Regions from separate parts of the Sus scrofa genome. Here region 2 is linked to region 1. A link is a contact called in public HiChIP or PLAC-seq data. All regions are on one chromosome and are shown on one strand. The core of a region is the stretch at or near the end of the contact, and the rest is flanking DNA. Distances in the headings are between cores, read along the strand shown. Region 1 holds the start of CLN8 (CLN8, transmembrane ER and ERGIC protein). Region 2 holds the start of ARHGEF10 (rho guanine nucleotide exchange factor 10).

What was found. HiChIP or PLAC-seq counts read pairs in DNA pulled down with a chosen protein or histone mark.
Region 2: an H3K27ac HiChIP or PLAC-seq map of skeletal muscle shows a contact between it and region 1, with 2.8 times the contacts expected there. The contact joins the promoter of ARHGEF10 here to the promoter of CLN8 in region 1. A contact is called at or near these places in 1 of 5 promoter capture datasets (fetal liver), 3 of 47 Hi-C or Micro-C datasets (embryonic fibroblasts, fetal heart ventricle and fibroblasts) and 1 of 2 datasets of contacts at active chromatin or transcription factors (skeletal muscle).

Annotation. Positions count from the first base shown.
Region 1 is chr15:33,285,401-33,291,014 of Sscrofa11.1, reverse strand. CLN8 (CLN8, transmembrane ER and ERGIC protein) reads right to left here and starts at 2,720. Exons shown (of 3, transcript NM_001244565.1): 1 at 2,496-2,720. It overlaps LOC110257074 (splicing factor, proline- and glutamine-rich-like), which reads left to right and starts at 2,687. Exons shown (of 2, transcript XM_021075674.1): 1 at 2,687-3,173; 2 at 5,038-5,241. The coding sequence starts at 2,707. The coding sequence ends at 5,056.
Region 2 is chr15:33,367,971-33,373,720 of Sscrofa11.1, reverse strand. It overlaps ARHGEF10 (rho guanine nucleotide exchange factor 10), which reads right to left and starts at 3,628. Exons shown (of 30, transcript XM_021076496.1): 1 at 3,543-3,628.

The DNA of each region.
Region 1 (5,614 bases), core at 1,471-3,970:
GCCACATGCCACAGGTGCAGGTCTAAAAAGACAAAAATTAATTAATGTCAGATTAAAAAAAAATTCTGATTATCTTGGAGATAAACCCTGAAAAAGGACCAGCACACACCCTGCTTCTCCATCTCCCCTCCTTGACTGCCCTGCCTTCCATTAAGCAGCACAAGGGGTCCTGGGGGTGCAGCAGGGGGGCTGGGAGGGGAAGGAAAGTGGAAAAGCGAGGCTGCACACAAGGGCCCACTCACCAGCCTGCGGCTGCACAGGACGTGGGAGAAACTAGGACACGGACACCCAATCTGGGTCTGCCTGCTTCTGAAGTGTGTGCTTGAGATGAGGGTGGAAGGATGGGATGCAGAGCCAAGGACCAAGGGGGGAGGGCAGCAGGCGTGGTGCAAGCATTCCAGGCAGTAATGGGGGACTTGCTCCCAGGACCCAGAAATCCAGGACGAAACACCAGCCTTTCAAATTCTCCCCACAGAGAAAGCTTCAGCCTGGCTTCTGGGTCCACAACACTTCAAGGTAACCTTCCTGAAGAGTTAACCTTTTAGTGTCTTATCTAGAGAAAGAAATGCAGATGGATTAAGGTCCAACACTGCAACAAAGACTCAGGTGAGCCAGAGCAGAAGCAGGGACACCCCACCACCACCACCCCAGGGCCATCAAGAAACAGAAACAACTCCCTATAAAAACCCAACACTTGTCACCCTTTAAACCCTATAAACACGCCCTATTCCCATCTGTTTTAATCCTCCTGGTTACACCCCTTCCTACACCGCTGCAGCACAGAGGTTCTGGGTCTGACCTGTCCCCATGGGTCTCCGGGACACAGGAGTGAGCTGATCCACCTGAGGCATGAGGGGACAGGGCCAGGCCTTGGGTGGGGGCTCTTCAGGGACGAGCGGAGGCGCTGTTGCCTTGGACTAGGTGGCACCCCCAGGGTGAGCCAGGCCCTGCTCTGGATGCAGCACAGACTAGGTGGGAGGGCAGAGCCCCAGTGCCCACTCCCCTTGACCAGACCCCTCTCCTTCCCTGGCACAGGGTACCCTGGGGTCACCCTGTCCTGCTGCTGCAGGCTTGCCTCCCCCCAGTCCCCAGACTGAGGGCTTCTTGTCACCTGGGGCCACTGTTGCCTTCCCTGACACGGCCGCAGACCCATGAGCACTGATGACGCTGTTCCTTCAATCCTGGTGGCTTCGAAGCTCACCATCCCAGTACCTCGGAGGTCGAGGTAGAGGAACTGTGGCCATGAGGGAGGTGATTCCCTGGGGGGCGGGGGGGGAGGCCTTGTCCCCTGACTCCCCACGTCCCATTTTCTATAAGATCTATTTACAAAAACTTCCTCTCATTCTTTTTTGTATAAGGTTTAGTGGCTTCTATTGCACCAGACCAGGCGATTTTTTTGAAATTTATTAGAGTGTCAGCCCCGGCACTACAGTAGCCAGGCAGTAGGGTCCCCAGGATGTGACCCTGGCCACCAGGGCCCCCCAGCTCTGACAAAGAAGCATCTATGAGCACCTTCTGATCACTGGTGGCTAAACTGATACAAAAGTTGGAAATATTGCCCAAAAAAGAGGAGAACTCATGCTGTTTTATGTCATGCTGAATTGCTGCTTACAAACCCCTGAGGGTTCACTTGACTTTCCAGGAGAGACAACAGTGAGACAGGCCCAGACTTCAGTCTATGAGGTTAACCTGGCAACACTGACAAGACACAAAAGCTCTCCTCTTGGCCCAAAGAAGGTAAAATCCCAAAGGCTGTGGCTCATTGCTCTCCAGTGGCATCCCTGCTCAGTCAGATAATGCAAACTGACATGTGCTCCTTATCAGCTGGACAGATGTTTCTAACATTTTGAGAGTTACACTTCGTCAGTTCAAAAAGATTTTTTCCAAGATTAAAGAAACAACATGCTCAATAAACAAAATTCAGAAAATATAAACCAGCATAAAAATACAAAATTCAAACCTAGTAATCCTCCTACCCAGCTCTAAACACTATTACTATATTGGGGGGGCGGGGTGCTGGGTCAATCCTCTTGCCAAATGTGAGCTTTTACGTTTTTTTTCTTCTTCATGAAAAACATACACGCTGCCTTTCGCCTAATTCTTTTCAGCATGATGTTCACAGTTCTCTTGTAAACCCTCTTCTCGAGGGAGTCTGTGCACAGACCACTCTGCAGTGAACATCTCTGAAGTCACCCCAGGAACTTACTGCTCAGCTCTAATAATCAGGGATAAGACGCTCGTTGACCAGTCCCTCAGCGTGCAAGACCTGGACTCTCGGAAGGGGCTGAGCTCCCAGGTGGACCAGCCGGCTGCACCCCTGCTACCGGGGCCCGGACTGGCTCCCACTCCGCTCGGATCGAGCCCCCACGCGGCTCATCGGTACACGGGCGGAACTGGCCTCTGCTCCACCGCTCACCTGTCGACGGAGCGCCAGACCGACCTGAACCTGCCCGGCTCACCTGCAGACGGCGTGACCCGCCCCCTGCCCCGCTCACCTGCGGACCGGGCGGCCGGACCGGTCCACGGCCCACAGTCAGCCCAGGCCTCCAAGCACCGCAGGCCAGACGTGGTCACGCGGGGCTCCTCCGCGCGAGGACGCGGGGTTCTGCGGTCCAAGATGAGGAGCAGACAAGACTCACACACCCACCAGCGCCCAGCGTCCACCTGCACAAAGATGGGTCACGACCCGCGCCCAAGCCGCCGCGCATGCGCATTCGGGATGGGGAAAAACGCACCGCGGCCGGACGCTACCAAGGGCGCAGCCGCGGGGGGGGGAGTGGGCTGTACCATACCGGGGGGGGCGCGGGCTGTACTGTGGGAGGGGGGCCGGATCTGCACTCGCCGCCCCTCCTCACTGGCCTGTACCGTGAGCTGGCCCGGGACTTACCCCTCCCGTCCCAGGTCGACCCTTCCGGAGCGGTGCTAAACCAGGAAGGAGTCTTCCGAGTCCACCCAGAGCTCGCGGGGGTCCCGGGGCCCCCAGGTTCGGCGACGCCTCTGAACTCACCGCCCGCGGGGACGACCCTGCGGAGGACCCTAGGAGACCCCACGGAGCCCCCTGAAAGCTCGGCTGCCAAGGTCCGCGGGAGGCCGCCCTTTCCCGGCGGTGACATTGGTCCAACCCAGCCCGCACCTCTGCAGAGGCCAGCCCAGGGCCACGGAACGAGCCTCAGGTGCAGTTTCGCTTCCTGCCCCTGTCAGCCTTGCTCCCACCACGCCAACCCTGCGCTCAGAATCCGCATTTGTGAACCGGAAAGGATCACAACGCCGGCTGGTACGGTGGGAGGATTCCGCATTAGCACCCGGAGCAGGCTGCGTGGCTCACCTGTCTGCAGAGTGTAAAAAAGGCCTTAGCTGTTTGACAGCTTGTGAAGCGCGTACTGTGGGCGGTGCAGTCAGGCCTTGCCAGCCCCCCTGGGGTAGCCCATAGCCCATGTGCAGGGCACCCGCGAGGTGCCGCTGGGGTCCTAGAGTTCACTAGTGGGTGTAGGTGCCAGGATCCAGACAGCCAGGAGCACCCTCTCCAGGCCTGACTCAGAGAGCCCGGGGCTCCACATCCACCAGCTGAAACTACCTGCTTGAGCTCCGACCTCAGGTGTGAAGAGTAGATGCAGACCTGACCCCAGGCCAGCCTAATGCTCACGTGTCCCTACAGCCTGCCCTCCCCTGATCTCACCCTGAATCTTCTTTCTTTCCTGAACTTATCACCGCTGGACACTTTGTATTTTCATGGGTTTGTTTTAGCTATTTTCTGTGTCCTCTGATTAAAATGTTAGCAGCATGGGAGGAGAATGTGGTCCTGTCACTCCTGTATCCCCAGCACTTGGGAATGTGCCTGTCACTCCTGTATCCCCAGCACTTGGGAATCACCCATGATTCACACACATCTGCTGAAAATACGGGAAATCACATGGAAAGCCTTCTTTCCTCCCTACACCCACCCTGGTGTAGGGAGACCATATGAGAGACACACAGTAAATGTACTGAGTTGGATTAAAAACGACAGCTCTGGAGACTCACTCTTGTTTTGTGTTGCTTCCCCTTCCCAAAGTCTCCCAGTGGTGAAGAGAATTTGAGGATGAAATAAGATGTTTAAATTATCAACACCTCTTGAAAACAAAGTATCAACAATGATTGTATCTTCTGATTTTCTGATTCTCATCAAGGTTCAGCTAAATCCTGAGTCTCCTGTAGAAACAGAGATCTGGTGCTCAAGGTGCTGCCACTTCCCCAGTCATTGCCCTCACTCTTGGTGTCCTCTGTGCATGCTGTGACCAGGTCCGCCTTTCAAATGAGGAACTGGGCTCAGAAAGGTGAAGTGGTGACCTGATTAGCATGCTGGCAGTAAATTTCTCAGCTTAGGTTAAGATGTTCAAGGACTGTATTTTTCTGCTATGCTACTTTTATTTTTATTTTCTTTTATTGTCTTTTTAGGGCCACACCTGCGGCATATGGACGTTCCCAGGCTAGGGGTCTAATCAGAGCTGCAGCTGCCGGCCTACGCCACAGCCACAGCCACACCAGATCTGAGCCACGTCTGTGACCACCTCTCAAGGCAACACAGGATCCTTAACCCACTGAGCAACGCCAGAGATCGAATCCGCATCCTCATGGATACTAGTTGGGTTTGTTAACCACTGAGCCATGACAGGAACTCCCTGCTCTGCTACCTTTAAAATATGTGATGAAAGCAATCATTTTTTCAAAAATTACAGGTATAACTGGTGATCAATAACCCAATGGAACGGAGAAGACTCTGAATGAAATGCACCCCGATTCCTGCTTTGAGCACCCAAAATGAGGCACCTGTGTTTGCAACCTGGTCGCTGACCTCCTGAGTCACCTGGCCAGGGCTCTGTCCCCTCCTCTTCCAGGCCTTCCTGACAGCGAGGTCACTCCATGTTGCTGCCGCCAAGCTGAGCCCTCTCAGTAGGCAGCTCACTCACACCTCAGCTGTACGGGCCCGTACTTCGTAGATAAGGAAATGGAGGTTCCTGTGAGTAAGGTTAAGTGACTCCTGCTTCCTGCTTCCTACAGATGCTCAAGAGGAGCCTGAGCTATGGAATTCTACACCTGAGGTCTTGGAGAAGAGGATTGAATGCACATTTTAGAGGAAGTGGCCAGGGATGGCATCTTTTTTTCTGATTATACAAGCAATACATGGAGTTCCTGTCCTGGCTTAGTGGTTAATGAATCCAACTAGGAACCATGAGGTTGCAGGTTCGATCCCTGACCTTGCTCAGTGGGGTAAGGATCCAGCATTGCCGTGAGCTGTGGTGGCTCGAATCCTGCATTGCTGTGCCTCTGGCATAAGCCAGCGGCTACAGCTCCAATTAGACCCCTAGCATCTCCATATGCTGTGGGAGCGGCCCTAGAAAAGGCAAAAAGACAAAAAAAAGAAAAAAAAAATATATATATATATGTAACACATGCTCACTGTTTGTTTAATTAAGAAAAAGACAGGGGAATTCCGGTTGTGGTGTAGCAGAAGCAAATCTGACTAGGAAACATGAGGTTTCAGGTTCAATTCCTGGCCTCGCTCAGTGGGTTAAGGATCTGGCTTTGCCGTGAGTTGTGGTGTAGGTTGCAGACTGGTGTTGCTGTTGGCTGTGGC
Region 2 (5,750 bases), core at 2,379-4,878, 82 kb before region 1:
TGTATCAAGTTCTTCTCGCCCCTGCAGCAAGAGGGCTCAGGGCCAGGAGCCAAGTCCTGTCCTGGGGAGGGGGCAGGTAGCCACCCCGTCAGAGCACAGCCCTATGCACACATGCCACGCAGCATCCTGGCCTCATACCACCCCAGGATCCCAACCGCCTGCTCTCACCACCTGGCCGGGTTCAGACCTGCACATACTGGGAGGAAAAGACTGAATTCTTTCCACCAGAGCTCAGCGCTCCTCACAAAGAAGCGGACCCTGGCTCCTGAAACAGGAGCCTGGTTAACTCTGGAATTCCCGGGTTGTATCTACACTGGCCCGCACTGCTAAGCAAATGCCTACACTTTCAAGCTCACTCAGGCTGCCCCACATCCATCCCGGAGCCCAAGGCCCTCTGACACAGTGAAGAGACAGACACACAGTGCTCCGCCTCTGCACAGACACCGCCTCTCGGGTGAAAGGCCCCCACATTCCTTAAAAAAGTCACAATCCTATCTTCCCTTTGGAGAAACAAGGCGAATAACAATAAAACAGTATGTGTGCCCTTGGCCTTTCTTCTAACTCCGCACCAGTGGCACTGACACAAGTGCAAAATTCAGGTCTGTGACTTGGGAGTTTGAATGTCACAGTCCTTTCTAAAAAATAACAGTGATCCACCCATGAGGGTCTGGTTCCCACCACCAGCCTGCCGCCTCTGGCCTGAGCAGCCTCAGCCCAGGAAGCAAAGCCCCGCCGTAGGGCCCTGATGCTTTCTGGACCCTCTGCTGCAGGTGGCCATCAGGGCAAGTGCTCGGATTCCTCATATCTTCCTTTTGTTTTCTTCATAAAGTCCCCAGTCCAGGAGTCATCACTGAGTCAAGGTTTTGGTGCCTGGGATGGGCCAGCTCACCAATCCCCTTGAGGAAGGCTAGCTTGACCGGCCCACATCCACAGGGGAGCACAAAGCATCACCAACCCACGCATGGGCTTCTCCATAGCTCCCTTCCACAATGGGCACTCTAGGCTGGCACAGCACTTGGAGCTGTATTTTAACTTTAAAAAGTAATTTCTAGTATCAGAAGGTGGTTTGTGGAAGAGAGACACGTTAAACCTAAAAAAAACTTCTAAAATTTTTTTTAAATCTCCTGAACATTGTGTAATAAAACCGTAAAACATCAACAACCCATTTTCTACCAACAGGTATGCATTACTTTAATGATACAAAGAAGAACAGGAAATGAAAGAATAACAGCAGTGCCCATGACTGGTCACCTTTATAACGAAAGTTTTGAAAATGTGCACACAGCGACATGGATGCAACTAGAGATTCTCATACTAAGTGAAGTAAGAAAGAGAAAGACAAATACCATATAACTCATAGGTGGAATCTAAAATGTGGCACAAGTGAACCTCCTACAAAACAGAAACAGACTCACAGACATAGAGAACAGATTTGTGGTTGCCAAGAAGGAGCGGGGCAGCAGGATGGACTGAAGGTTTGGGGTTAGTAGATGCAAACTATTCCATTTAGAATGGATAAGCAACGAGGTCCTACTATACAGCACAGGGAACTATATCCAGTCTCCTGAGATAGACCATGATAGAAGATAATATGAGAAAAAGAATGTATATATGTATGTATGACTGCATCACTTTCCTGTACAGCAGAAATTGACACATCATAAATCAACTATAATTTAATTTTAAAAAATTTTAAAAAGGAGTTCCCATCGTGGCGTAGAGGAAAGGAATCCAACTAGGAACCATGAGGTTTCGTGTTCGATCCCTGGCCTCACTCAGTGGGTTAAGGATCAGGCACTACCGTGAGCTGTGGTGTAGGTCACAGACGCGGCTCGGATCTGGCATTGCTGTGACTCTGGCGTAGGCCAGCAGCTACAGCTCTGATTAGATCCCTAGCCTGGGAACCTCCATATGCCGTGGGTGCGGCCCTAAAAGGACAAAAAGACAAAAAATAAATCAATAAAAAATTTAAAAAAGGACAGTGTACACACACACACACAAAGAAATAAACGCAAACAGGCTTGAAAAGCCTCAAGTTGGGAAGCGTGAGGATCTCTGAAGAGCCTGAGTTGGTAAAAAGGGGGTGTGATGGTTGGGGACTGGTGGTGGACAAGTAGGTCCTTTGCCAGCTCTCCCAGGCCTTACTGCTCAAGGTCATCACATGTCACACAGGAGTCCCAGGCCATGCCCAGCACTGGCCCTGCCCCACACCTGCAGAAAGAAACCAGGCTGCAGCTCTCAGACCCGTCACGTCTACCTGGACCCGAACGCCACTCTGTACTGCAAAGCTCCCAGAACACCCCCCACCCCACTTCTTTCTAAACTACACTTCCAGGAGGCCCATCATCTTACATCACGTGTGTTCCCCTTCTGTCCCATTTCACTCCGCTAACGTTTCTACCTGTGAAAACTACATATAACACCTAAAATCAGGAAACCATGAAAGTCTACACCTGACTTTAAAGAGTCCCTCACTGAGTCACCTGAGTGCAGATGTGGCCACTAAATCATATCCCAGGCCAATCAAGGAAGCATTGTGACAGCTTAAGGGATGAATTATATTTTAAAATTGTACAAAGAGCACACCTCACCTTTCCTTGATAACAAAAGTTATTTCCTATAAAACAGATGTTCAAAATACATTTCTAAGCAAGAATTGAACCTGGAGGGACATAACTAACTCCTGCACAAAATCCAGAACATTGACAGTATTTTCCTTTTGTGGCTTAACCAAAGAAAACCTAAAAATCCATTGTTTTGTGTTAATGAGAATTTTTACTACTAGTAACTGAAATGAATATTACACTGCACCAAATATGTCTGCTGCTTTCTCAGAATGTACACATCCTATTAAGAGCTAGAACATTTACTCAGATTTTTAAGTAACAACTGAGGGTCTCCCAGAGGGAAGAAGTGTTGCCAGGCTTGCCAGGTGGGGTTCAGTAAGGCACCTGCGACCACTGGTCGTACACCTGCTTCAGTTTCTGCAGCAATGATGGGGGGGTGGGCGGTGAGAGCAAACACGCACAGGGTTTTAAAGTAGCAAATAAATATTTTCACCCTAAGGTGGGCCTCAGACTTTTGCCTTTATAAGAAAATATAAAATTCTGGTCCCCACCCAAACACCCCAAGTTGCTATTCCTCCAGCAGCTTCACGGGGTCGAGCTGATCCAGACTCCAGGCCCGGGCCTGGGATCCCTCCTGCACACTCCTGACAGCCGGTGGGGTCTCGCCGCGGTTCGCGTTATCGCCGACGTCACCTGCACTGTCTGCGCCCGGGGGCAGGGAGCACCCCGAGAGGCCCTGGCACCGTCCCGCAAAGCCCCGGGACGGGCGGGCAGCCCGGACTCCACGGAGCAGCAGGATTTGGCCGGTTCGGGGGGAGTTGGGCAGAAGTGCAACTTTGGAAGGAAAAAAGAAATCTCCGAGTCTCCGCGATAGGCTCGCTGGAGGGGCCGATCAAGGACTACCATCCATTCCCAGCCCGCTCTCACCCCGCAGGACCCCTCTCCGCCCCCAGACCATCCCGTGTCCGCACTTACCCTGCAGCCCGGACGGGACCCCAGTCTGCCGTCCCTCCGAGCGCCCCTCTCCCGCCCCGCGTCCGCCGCCCAGGGATGCTCCCCTGCCCCCCCCACCAAGGAGACAGCCCACCTTCACGCCGTGATTGGCCGAACTGGACGGTACCCGGAGCCCATTGGTTCCCACACCCGCCCGTTCCTCGGCCGCGCTCCGCCCACGCGCCCGCGCATTCCTGCGGAGCCACGTGGCCGCCCGGGCCCCCTCCTTCAGCCCAACGCCCGGCGCCGCTGCGCACGCGTAGGCAGGGGGTGCTCCGCGGGACCCCAGTACCGCAGACATTTCCAGGTGGAGCTCTGAGAATGCGGACCCTTGGGTAGGGGGCGCCAGGCAGACCACACCCCCAGCTCCCCCCCACCCCCTCCATGTCCCCAGAGCATCCACCCCTTCCCTCGCAAGCTGGCCATGCCTGCAGGGGCGTTCCTGGCTGCTCGGAAGGTCAGCTGCTCTCAGACCCGCCAAGTCTTGGGAGTTTGGAAATGGAATGATTTCACACATAAGCTTGCGTGCTTTTTGAAAGTGCTTATTTTTCCCGGCACCTTTCCAGTGAACATGGGTTCTAGAATTGCGTATCTTGTAAGAACCAGAAAGTAAGTGATGCTGTAAGAGGGAAGCTTCCCGCTGCGTTCTGCCCTTGGAGTGGTATTACAGATTATCCTAAAAAAGATAATTGGGAGTTCCCTTCGTGGCTCAGCGGTTAGCGAACCCGGCTAGCATCCATGAGGACACGGGTCCGATCCCTGGCCTTGCCCAGTGGGTTAAGGATCTGGCCTTACCTTGAGCTGTGGTGTAGTTCGCAGATGCAGCTCTGATCCAGTGTTGCTGTGGCTGTGGGGTAGGCCAGAGGCTACAGCTCCGATTAGAGCCCTAGCCTGGGAACTTCCATGTTCCAAGTGCCCCGGAAAGACCAAAAAAAAAAAGATAGTTGGGCCTAAAAAACATCCTTATACTCTGAGCCTATTTGAGGTTAAAAGTCTACACACATGCTTCGTTCCTTCCAAGCTGAACAAGAATTCCTTTCTGTGCTGTTGCAGTTGTTTGCCTGGAGCATGTTATTGTTATAATTTCTCTTACAGGACAAAACATGAGACAAAGCATCTTTAACAAGAATTCAGACCAAGGAGTTCCCATTCTGGCTCGGCGGGTTAAGAACCCGACTAGTATCCATGAGAATCCAGGTCCCATCCCTGGCAGAGCTCAGTGGGTTCAGGATCTGGTGTTGCCGCAAGGTGCAAAGTGTGGCATATGAGGCAGGTGCCGCTCGGATCTGGTGTGGCTGTGGCTGTGGCGTAGGCCAGTGGCTCCAATTCCACCCCTAGCCTGGGAACTTCCATGTGCTGCAGGTGCGGCCTAAAAAGAAAAAAAAAATAGAAGAAGAATACAAACTGAACAAAGAATGTTGTCTGTTACCTGGTCAACAAGGTAAACAGTCACACCCTTGGCTCTTCTCCTGTCTCCTGTCCAAATCTCTCAATCATATAAATAATTTATTGTCAGAATTTTAGAACTGCCAGACATCTTTAAGACCTAGGTGCCTTCATGAGGTTTCTAGGAGAAAGACAACGCAACTAAATGTCACAGAGTGAATTCAAACATTGACTGCAAAGCCCCATGCCTTGTAAAGTTCTTTCCCTGCAAACTGTGATTAATGTAAATCATAGTAACATGCAAAGTCTACAATTGTTGGGAAATAATCAATAGTAGATAAAGCAATATTTTAGCAATGTTTTATTGTTAGTACTTGCTAATTTTATGGACTGAGCTGGGGTTTTTTTCTTTTTCTTTTTACAGGCCCACCTGTAGCATGTGGAAGTTCCCAGGCTAGGGGTCAAGTAGGAGCTATGCCACAGCCACAGCAACACAGGATCCAAGCTGCATCTGCGACCTTGCTACAGCCTGTGGCAATGCCAGATCTTTAACCCTTATCCTCACAGAGACAACGCCGGGTCCTCAACTCACTAAGCCACAGCAGGAACTCCTGAGCTATTTTTAAATATTATTTCAGGAGTTCTTTGGTGGCTCAGCAGGTTAAGGATCCAGCATTGTCACTGCTGTGGCTCTGGTAGCTACTATGGTGTGGGTTCGATCTTTTCTGCCTGCCACAGGTGTAGCCAAATAAATGAATAAATACTATTTCAGACCCACCTTAGAGCACACTTGACGATACTAAA